Regions from separate parts of the Mus musculus genome. Here region 1 is linked to region 2. The links are chromatin contacts, called in public Hi-C maps. All regions are on one chromosome and are shown on one strand. The core of a region is the stretch at or near the end of the contact, and the rest is flanking DNA. Distances in the headings are between cores, read along the strand shown. Region 1 holds the start of Stc1 (stanniocalcin 1). Region 2 has its middle 34 kb from the start of Stc1.

What was found. A called contact is a pair of places that touch in the nucleus more often than the background predicts.
Region 1: a contact with region 2 is called in a Hi-C map of uterus, with 1.8 times the contacts expected there. The contact joins the promoter of Stc1 here to the enhancer-like site in region 2. A contact is called at or near these places in 2 of 484 Hi-C or Micro-C datasets (nephron progenitors and uterus), 1 of 115 datasets of contacts at active chromatin or transcription factors (the SCID.adh cell line) and 2 of 9 other capture datasets (adipose tissue and liver).

The regions. Positions count from the first base shown.
Region 1 is chr14:69,025,443-69,030,735 of GRCm38.p6, forward strand. It overlaps Stc1 (stanniocalcin 1), which reads left to right and starts at 3,847. Exons shown (of 4, transcript NM_009285.3): 1 at 3,847-4,065. The coding sequence starts at 3,948. Gm41192 (a long non-coding RNA gene) reads right to left here and starts at 5,048. Exons shown (of 4, transcript XR_003951016.1): 1 at 4,754-5,048; 2 at 4,440-4,558.
Region 2 is chr14:68,993,115-68,998,043 of GRCm38.p6, forward strand. No RefSeq gene overlaps it. Among named protein-coding and RNA genes, the nearest start is that of Stc1, 34 kb to the right of the region's middle. Within about 2 kb of position 2,482, at least 4 of the 459 cell types and tissues checked have an H3K27ac peak or open chromatin away from gene starts, as enhancers often do. A contact at or near this core is called in uterus, where this site is marked.

The sequences.
Region 1 (5,293 bases), core at 2,597-5,096, 34 kb after region 2:
ATCATCCTGGGCTCCTCTCACCAAAAAGGCAAAAAGCTGTTCCCTGCTTAGCTTAATGCTAGCCAAAGCCAACAAAGCCTTAGAGATTTTTGGCTTAATCTTCTCCCTGAACTCAAGCCAGCGCCTCCACGAGTGCAGCCAGGGCATCGTCACCCAGCCCTTGCTGTTGGCAACTCTCTCTCATGCTTCTTAGCACTTTCTTGGCTTAGGGGCAATAGCAGAGGTACCTTCTCCTCCCATCCACTGCCCCCACAGGCACCTCCAACTGTGTAGCTTGGCTTTGGAAGGTTCCCCACCCACTGAAAGTATAGTCAAGACTTTTGTTAGGTAATCTACAACCCTAGCCGAATGCCAGAAAACGCCTGCCTTATGGAAATGCTAGATATTTCTTGCAATTAAAAAACTCCTAGCCAAAAATAAGTCAGGAAACGTCTGATGTACATGGCTTACCTAACTTGAAAAGGGGTCTTTTCCAAGAACATCCTCAGGTTGGTTCCTAAGATTCATTTATTCAAAGCACCTCTTATATCAATCCTCCTGCCTTTCTTCCTGTCACCATAGCAATCTCAGCAACCCAAATGCTTATGAAGCTCCTACCTTTCTTTTGCAAGCTGCTGCCTGGATGCTGACAAGCTCTTCCCCAAGCATAACCTTCCTGTTAAAGAGCCCTAATGCCTCCTGTTATAAGATAAAACTCAAACTCTGAAAACCAACCTCCAGATTCTTCTGTATTCTCTCAAACCCCAGGGGAAAGTTGCAAAAGAACTCATCTATCAATCGACACAGGGTTTCTAGACCCACCATCTCAAAGTCTAGCACACAGCACAGTGATGGTAGATGTTCAGATGCGCTCAAATTATGGGCTTCTGGGAAGGAACTTGGCTTTGAGTACTCATGTCTGCCATCAACTTCCTCCCTTGACATCCTTGAGTACAGAGGCACCTGTGCACTTCCCTTACACACTAGTATGGCTGATCATCATTGTATTTCCTCGATTGTTTGCCTTTCATCGTGAAACACTTGGCACAATTAGCAACTAACCTTTGGATATATAGCTGTTAATAAGCATAATAAGTGAAAAGTTAATGTCATACACACATGCACATACACACACACACACACACACACACTTCCTGATAGTTATAGGACATTGTGTTCTGGTAAGAGCTTCAGAGAACTGGGAAAAGAAACTGGATTGTCAGAGGAAAGCAATCACCCTTCCAAGCTAGTGGACCAGCCAGAGGTCAAGTGTAGATCCTTGAACAGTGCACAATGACTAGGGAAGCAGAGACTGCTGAGGAATGGAAGTCTAGACCTTCTGGTAAACCTTGCACCTATGCTCTTCTGCCTTCTTTGAAAGGTAACACTGCATGATCTAGTCTGCAATGCCATATATGCTCTATTCCTGCATAAAACCATCAACAATCGACCTCAGAGATTCCCAGAGTAAGAATTTCATGAAACACAAGCTGGCATCACTTCCCTCCCCCACCCCCCTAATTTAAATGCTCACTTCTTGTAGGTCTTTCCAGGAAACCTCCCTCAAATCTCTAGCTGTCTCTCAGGCAAAGTTCTAGATTTTGAACTTGTAGAAGGTGTCCCAAGGTTGGTCATCTTCCCAACTAAATTTCAGATGCCCCAGGTTAGAATCATGATTGCTTTCTAGACACTCTCACTTTTATAATTCCTGACATACCATGCAGTACTCGAATTAGTACTGGAGAAACGACAATACCATTAATGAACAAAGGCTGCAATGGGCAAATTAAGTAGTTTATACATTCAATCAATCAAAAGATGAGATTAACTAACTGAAACATGAAATTACATGGAATTTTCCAATTTTTAATATATTTTCTGTCTTTTATTTTTTCAAGCCTTGTCGTAGCAAACATCCCTGCTTTTTCTAACAATCTTTTTTTTTTAAGAATGAGCTATAAGTCACCTTAAGCAAACCTACTTGCTGCACACATACACACACACACACACACACACACACACAGAGAGAGAGAGAGAGAGAGAGAGAGAGAGAGAGAGAGACACTCAAAGACAGACCTGATTCTGGATGTGATTTGTAATAACAGAATTATTTTTTTTAAGTTTTCATGCGAAGTTTCAGGACTGAACCTGAAGCCACTGGCTCTGTTTCTTTTCAAGCCCATGCTGTCCCAGTCCACAGAACAACCAGAGACCCTTTTGTACTTACCTCCTGAAAAATGTTCGATGTTTTATTGTTAATCCTTTTGCCTCACCCCACCCTTTAATGACCACCTTCCTACCCTGAGAAGTCCTCTCAAGGATCATTAACCTCCTTCATAACTTAAGGACAAGCCTTCCTGTTGCCCACACTCCACTTATAAGAAAATAGGAGCTACTCTACTGGGCATGATTTGTGATTCCACTATAATTTTCCCATTAAGTCTCCAGTTTATCAGTCTCCTCTCCTACACATTCTGGTCTTTCCCTACCCTTTCTTCCCAGTCCCGCCCCCTGCCTCTTCCCCAACCCCCAAGAAGTGAACTGGTTTACCCAGCAGGTTTAGTCTTGCTTTGACCAGCTCATTGTTTCAATGTGATTACGATGCTGCCGGGCTTGAATCCACAGTTTATTAATTTCCAGGCATTTGCCATGTCCCTCTGTGGAGTGTCGTGTGAGGAGTAGTTGTGCGTGTGTGCACAGACAGTAACCAACACTCCTAGGATTGGCAGAGCCTCTGGTGACTAAGAAAACACTGTTGGTGGTGATCCAGGACTAGGGATGTAGCCAGTTAATAGAGCGCGCGGGCCAGTGTGCATGAAGCTGTGGGCTCAATCCCCAGAACCACACAGTGACAGATGTCTGTTATTTCAGGGTGGAAAGATGGAGGCAGGAGGACAGGAGTTCAAGGTCACCCTCAGCTAGACATCAAGTTCAGCCTGGGCTGCATGATGTTTCAGGTGAATCATATTATTTTAGAGGTGTATGGAATAAGATTTGAGAAGTGGAAGAGCAAGGTGAAAGGACGTGGCCAAGGTCATAGATTTAATACCTAGGAGAGCTGAGGGAAAAGCTGAGAGCTAGAGCTACCCAACCTCCGTTCACTGGGCTCATGCACAGGCATACAGCCTTCTGCCATGGCTCACATAGCAGTAAGAATTCAGGGTGTCCACAGATCTCAGCAAGGAATTATAGCTGCATACTGTAAGTGAACGCGCAAATGCAAAAAAAAAAAAAAAAAAAAAATGATGTTGAGCTCTTACAGAGAACAGCCTGCTAAAATTAGAGAGTTGCTATAGTGTGATTAAATTCAAATCTGCATCACATCTCCCTACCAAGCATCCAACATGCATTCCTCCTAGTGGCTCATTTAAAAAAAAAATTAAAGATGAATTTCACAAGTACCTTGAAGGGCTTTTCAAGTGATTTTCCTTTTGGCTTGATCAATACAGAGTTATCACTTCAGCGTGTGAAAATAGCTTTTCCACACAATCCCTGTGCACACAGCCACACGCACACACATATAAATCATTGGCAGCAGGTACTTTCAATTTGCTGGAAAATATTTCTAAGAAGTCAAAAAGCTCCAGCTGAATAAGCGTGCCTGCCTATTGGCTAAACGGACCAGTTGAAGGATCTGATTGGTCCCTGATCCTGAGGACCGATAAGACGGCTATAAAATCCCTGGGTGCAGCTCTTGGGCCCCCAGTTTGCAAAAGCCAGAGGTGCAAGAAGCAGCAGCAGCAGCAACAGCAGCAGCAGCAGCCGCCTGCCAGCCAGCCAGCCACACACACACACACACACACACACACACACACACACACACACACACACAGACAAATTCTTCCTCAAATCCTCACCTAAGCTTTCAGTATATCCAGATCCACATCTTCACTCAAGCCGGGAGAGGGAAAGAGGAAAGGGGGGGAGGAAAAAAAAAAGCCAACAACTTAGCGGAAACTTCTCAGAGAATGCTCCAAAACTCAGCAGTGATTCTGGCGCTGGTCATCAGTGCAGCTGCAGCGCACGAGGCGGAACAAAATGATTCTGTGAGCCCCAGAAAATCCCGGGTGGCGGCTCAAAATTCAGGTAAGCAAGAAAACCCAGGACCGGTTTCTCCCCCCAAAGATCTGTCCTCATTTGCCTCTCTCACTTTTGCATGTGTCTCTGTGACGGCTGATCTCAGTAATAAATGTGCTTCATGCCTGGTGATAATGAACTGCCAGTGTAATCCTATAGCCTTAGGAAGTGGAGTTCCTTTGTTTAATAAATTGCATGCAACTAACGAAGAAGCTGGGCGCTCTGCTGAGGGTATTTCATTGCATAAGCCTAGCCTGATTGCCTGAAATCTGGCACGTACCCTCTTGTTGGGGGGAGGGGGCGGGGAAAGGCTTGAATGTTGGCACGCCTCACAGCGGCTCTCTCTACTCCACAAGCTTGTGTTAAGGTAATGAGTGGCTTACCTGCTGCCATGCCTCTCCCTGCTCCTTTAAGACCTTGTAACTTGACTTCTCTACCTCTCCAGACAGCACACAGACAAGCCCCCTCCTCACACTGATTTGTGGAACCATAATCCTCAAGTCTGAAAAAAAGAAATTTTTTTCAGGGCGCATTCAGAAAAGGGGTGGGAGGACCTACACACCCCGTTCCCTATAAGCCTGCCTGTCTCCTTCCTCGCTCTCAGAGGCTCCATTCAATCGCCCATGCAGCCCGTGGTCCCTAGAAGGAAGTGCATTTGTAAAACGAAGCATTTCTTTCTCCATGGGGAAGGTCTTACTTTCCGCCCGACTCCCGCACCAGTTAACTGTATATGGTCCTGGCCTCCGGAGGCAAAGAAGCATTAGGACCCCTATGTCCCTTGACTTCTAGATCCTCGCAAACTCCTCTCCCCAACTGTTAACAGAGATGGGACCCCGCAGGTGTCAAAATGCTGCAGATGCTCCCCCTTGGAAGAGCGCAGGTCCCTGCCAGAGGAGGCCTTTTGCCTGGCTTCCTTTTGTACTTAGTTGCTATAGCGATGCCGTGATTCACAATTCGAGCTTGCCTAAAACAATAGCAGCCCTAATGCATATTAAAACTGCTTAAAGCAAAGTTATAATTTGAACCCGTGGAAATATATAATTAGGGAAATGACTTGTAACATCCCAGAGGCTGCGGGTGGTGGGAGGGGGGGCGGGGAAGCCTAACCTAACCAAACCATGCTTTTGATCTGGGAGGAGAATCCTACGGTATGAAGGCTACAGATCATTGCTTGCCGAGCTGCCTGCCAGAACACCCCTCCTTCTGTGGGAGAGAAATTACTTTTATGGCAGATCTT
Region 2 (4,929 bases), core at 1,232-3,731:
TGTGTGTGTGTGTGTGTGTGTGTGTGTTTGGGCTATAAAATTAGAAAGCAGATAAGACAGGAGATGATCTTAATAAAAGGAAGGAAGGCAATGAAAAGTATGTGACATGAAAATGGAAGAGTAGCCGGGCGTGGTGGTTCACGCCTTTAATCCCCTCACTTGGGAGTCAGAGGCAGGTGAATTTCTGAGTTCGAGGCCAGCCTGGTCTACAAAGTGAGTTCAGGACAGCCAGGGCTATACAGAGAAACTCTGTCTCAAAAGAAAAAAAAGAAAGAAAGAAAGAAAGAAAGAAAGAAAGAAAGAAAGAAAGAAAGAAGGAAGGAAGGAAGGAAGGAAGGAAGGAAGGAAGGAAGGAAGGAAGGAAAGAAAGAAAGAAAGAAAGAAAGAAAGAAAGAAAGAAAGAAAGAAAGAAGGAAGGAAAGAAGGAAAGAAGGAAAGAAGGAAAGAAGGAAAGAAGGAAAGAAGGAAAGAAGGAAAGAAGGAAAGAAGGAAAGAAGGAAAGAAGGAAAGAAGGAAAGAAAGAAAGAAAGAAAGAAAGAAAGAAAGAAAATAGAAGAGCAAACAAGGAGAAAAAGCAAGACAGGAGGCAAGAGAAGGACAAATTAGAAAAAAAATGCAATGGCTTCTGGACATGGTAGCACGTTGTGTCTTTACTGCTAGACTTGGAAGCCAGAGGCAGGTGGATCTCCATGAATTTGATGCCAGCCTGGTGTACACAGGAAGTCAGCACCATAGAAAGACCCCTTTCATAAAAGGAGAGGGTATGAGAATGCCAGAATGAAATCTATCAATTTATATGGTAATGTAAATTTAATTTTAAAATAAAATAAATGTTAAAATGAAACAATTACACACAGAAAGGATTGGGAATGGGGGCCATACTGAAAGTAATGAGATTCTTTTGAATGTCTTTTTGTATAGTTTTGTTTCCAGGACCATATCAAATGCTTATCTGTTCAAAAATAAAAATAAATTCTGTGGGTTGTAGAGATGGCTCAGGATGTTAGAGCATGTATTCTCTTTTCAGAAGACCCAAGTTCTGCTCCTAGCATCCTTGTAGGGAAGATCTAGATTCCATTAGAATGCAGTCAATGAAAAAGGAAAAACATGGTAGAGAGTATGGGATGAAGGCTCAGTCAGCCTGAAACTAGCCCTAAAGGACAACAGAGGAGCTGCTGTGACTCTTTCTAGCACTCAGTCCCCAGTGAGAGTGCTCAGCCCCTGTTCTGAGGATGCAAGACATTGTCCCAGGGGGAAAAGAAACTACTACTCTGAGAAATAGAAATTGAACATCCTCGTCTCGTGGTGCTGCCCATGTAGCTATTGGACCTTGGGCAGGTCACTTCACATCTAGAGTAAGGCTCTTTCATCTTTAAAATGGGTGCATAGGATGATACAAAAAAATGCAGTCCGTTTAGGCTTCCATTTTCTTCCACATATATACTGTACCAAACTCAACAAATCTGGCCCTTTCCTCAAGCCATGGGGGCCTGAACAGGGGTCCTGACATCAGTGTTGATTTCCTTCAGCTGTCCTGTGGGCTCTTTGTTAGCAAGGACTTCACTTCTTTCCTCTCTCCCACAGCAAACTGCTTACAGAGAGTTAAGCATCCAATGAGTGATGATAAATGAGTTAGGGTGTGCGGCTCTGTTCAAGCAAGAACGCTCCGAAGACAGTTCGTCAAAATGAAAAGTCTGCAGGTGGCAAACATCAGAGGCCAGAAATGCACTTAGAACATCTGACCTTACACACATCATAGCTTAGAGCAACCTGACTTATATATGCTCAGAACACTTCCGCCAGCCTGCAACTGAGCAAATCCAGGCAACTCAAGAGCTAGTTTATAATGTTGTGATGAGTATCGTGTGTTATTTATTTATTTATTTATTTATTTATTTATTTACGGACTTGGACCACAGTATGTTGCAGATTGGTTGCATAAAAATATTTTTTACCTTTTTCATCTTAAACAGACATTAGTTGCCCTTGCCAAGGCCTCTCATAGATAGTGTGGGAAACTCTAGGCTGAAAGCCCAGCCCTTGAAAAACCTGTTTTGTTGTTTTCCCTTTGAAAAGAACATACTGTCTTTATTTTTCCGTAAGCCAGGCATGAAATAAAAGCTTTCTTAAGTCTCCAACACATGGACCTAAGTAAGTTTAAGGTGTACTAAAAATCAAACCCTCAAACCAAAGCTACCTCTGTGCTGAGAAGGTTAGGAGAGGAAATCAGCTCCCTTGTCCTCACGGGGTCTCTAGCTGCAACCGTCTCTGCTTTTTGGTTCAGCATTCTCATCAAACCTCTATGCTTTAGACTGTAATGTAAGCAATTGTTAATGAAAGCTGGTCTTCAGAAACTACATTTAGGTTTATGCAAAGTCAGAGTCCTTGGGCCCTGACCCAAGGAAGGCCAAGAAGAAAGCTCTCAGCCTGCCTTGGTTCAGCCACCATCTACGGCCCACTGCTGTGCAGCTGGTGTTAAACAACCCAGGGAATTTGTACAAAGTCATTTCTCAGGCAAAAGGAAAGTAGCCAGGTGACTGACCAGCAGTGAGCAGGAGCTACAATTAATAATAGCCGAGTCTTCGAGCATGAAGGCTTGGATGGAGTTCAGATAATTACCCACAGGTTGAAAGACATTCTCAAAACCTTGTGGGATCCAAATTTAGACTGCCACTTGGCTGAGAACAAGTTGAATGACATTTTCTTGGATGAAAGCCATAGTTTCTATTCCAGGTTGGACTCAAAGACAAGGAAAAGACAAAGAAAAGGATAGATTCTAGCAGATAGTATGGAGTGCAAGGGTTGAATAAAAGTTTCAATTGATAGACAAGATGTATAGACAGATAGATGGAGGACTAGTGCTGTAGTGTAGACCTTGAATGTCCTTAAAGATCCATATGCTTAAGATCTAGTCATCAGCCTGTATCACTGTTGGGAGGTCACAGGTGACAGATAACAGAGAGAGAGAGAGACAGAGACAGAGACAGAGACAGAGAGATTACAGATAGATGAATGATATATTATATATACATATAATAGATAGATCATACATTCATACATGATAGATAAATGATAGATAAAAGTAAATAGAAGATAGAGATAAGTGATAGAAGATGATAGATTGATAAAGATAGATAGATAGATAGACAGACAGATAGATAGATAGACAGATAATCTTTATTTGCACTTCCTCGACCATTCCAGGGTATTTATATTTTATGAAAATAAATAAAGCTAGCTTTTGGAGCAAAAATTTGAAAAAAAATTGCATCAACAAACTCTGTCGTAATAAAAAGTAAGTAACAGGAAGACATGGACGGCTATAGGTATCTATGTCTCTATCGATGTAGATATTGATATATTGATTAGGTAAAGGGAATCATTACCTAGCCACAGACACTGCTCAGCCACAGAGGTTTGTGTTACACACATACCAAAATACAGAGCAATGGTCAATGGAGACCATTCATAGTTCTAGATCAAGGGATTAGCCATGGGCTTTCCCTCACCCTGGGTGAGGACTCCCAAAGGGAGGGAAGGACCTGCGCCATGCCTATAGTGTGAGCCTGGAAAGTGCCCACGGAGAGGGACACATACTGCTCAGATGAGTGGCTCTTTTTCTTCAATTGAGATGAAGTCTGTAAACTTATTGTAATAATCCCTCACAAGGTCTAATATTTTAAAATAGAATATCTTGGGCTGGCCAGACAATGAAGCAAACAGAGGTACTATAGTTGGTGGGTTCTTTGAGGATTGTTTTTTCCATTTAAATAAACAAAAATGTGTGTCTCAAGAAAAATAAACACTTTAGATGGAGTCTCACAGCCAGCTAGGGGTAACTAGGACTAGAACCCAGATCCCAATGTTAGACCATTTCTTTATTCGTCATAGTTATATCCTGTGATCCAAGGAGTCCCCAGAAGGGAACCCTTGGACATATCTGAGCTGAAAGGCATGCAAAGAAGACATACCTGTGTATATTTTGTTTGCTTCTTTGGATGTCATTTTTTGTTGTTGTATTTGTTTGTTTGTTTAATGTACCATGTGATCAGAATCCAGCCACTTCCTTTGCTAGGAATTTAGGCTTCTTGACTAGTTTCTTCCTAAAGCTGAGCATCAAGCTTGGTGCTGCCAGTGAGAAGAAAGATAACAAACGTTTTCAGACTCAGAATCAACTCACATCATATGTCAGGTACAGCAGATGTTTGCCACCTGATCCCTACCATAGCTTTGAAACATAGATATGGTTCCCCCATCTTCTAGAGAAGGACAGAGATCTAGAGATTGAAGACTAATGACCTATCTAAGGCAGCACATCAGCCAATTGCTCCGGACCACTAAACGTCAAGATCAAGTCAGTGTAAATGGGGGCACAGCAGAGATGTGGAACAAGAGCAGGCATGGATCCCAGACTGTTTTATACTAGATGATGTGTGGGGTGAGTTGTAGGCAGAGAGTGACCAGCATGTGGAGCAAATCACCAGCATCACTGAGCTCGATGAAGAAAATTTCAGAGATTTTGAAAACCCCGAGATATAATATTAAAGGCAGCTGCCGTGCTTTGTGAGAAGAGAGAATAGTGAGAAGCAGAGACATGTCTAGTTCTCTGGAATACAACTCACTCTGCTGGGGTTGAATCTCCCTGCTGCCGTTCGAATATTGCCTCCTATACCACACAGTAGAAAACTACTTTTCATCTCCAGATACACAACCTGTGAATAAGGAATGCTAAGAAAAAGATGTAGTGGAGATGAGATAGCAGAATGTGGGTAACATAAAAGTAGAGGGGGATGCTGGGGATAACGATTTAAGTTGCGGTGGGGGCAGGGAAATGTGGAAAAATGAGGAGGATGAGTTAACTGAAACCAAGGATAATAAAAAGGCCTTCAAGAACCCCACTACTTTATGAGCTAATTTTTACAAAGCTCT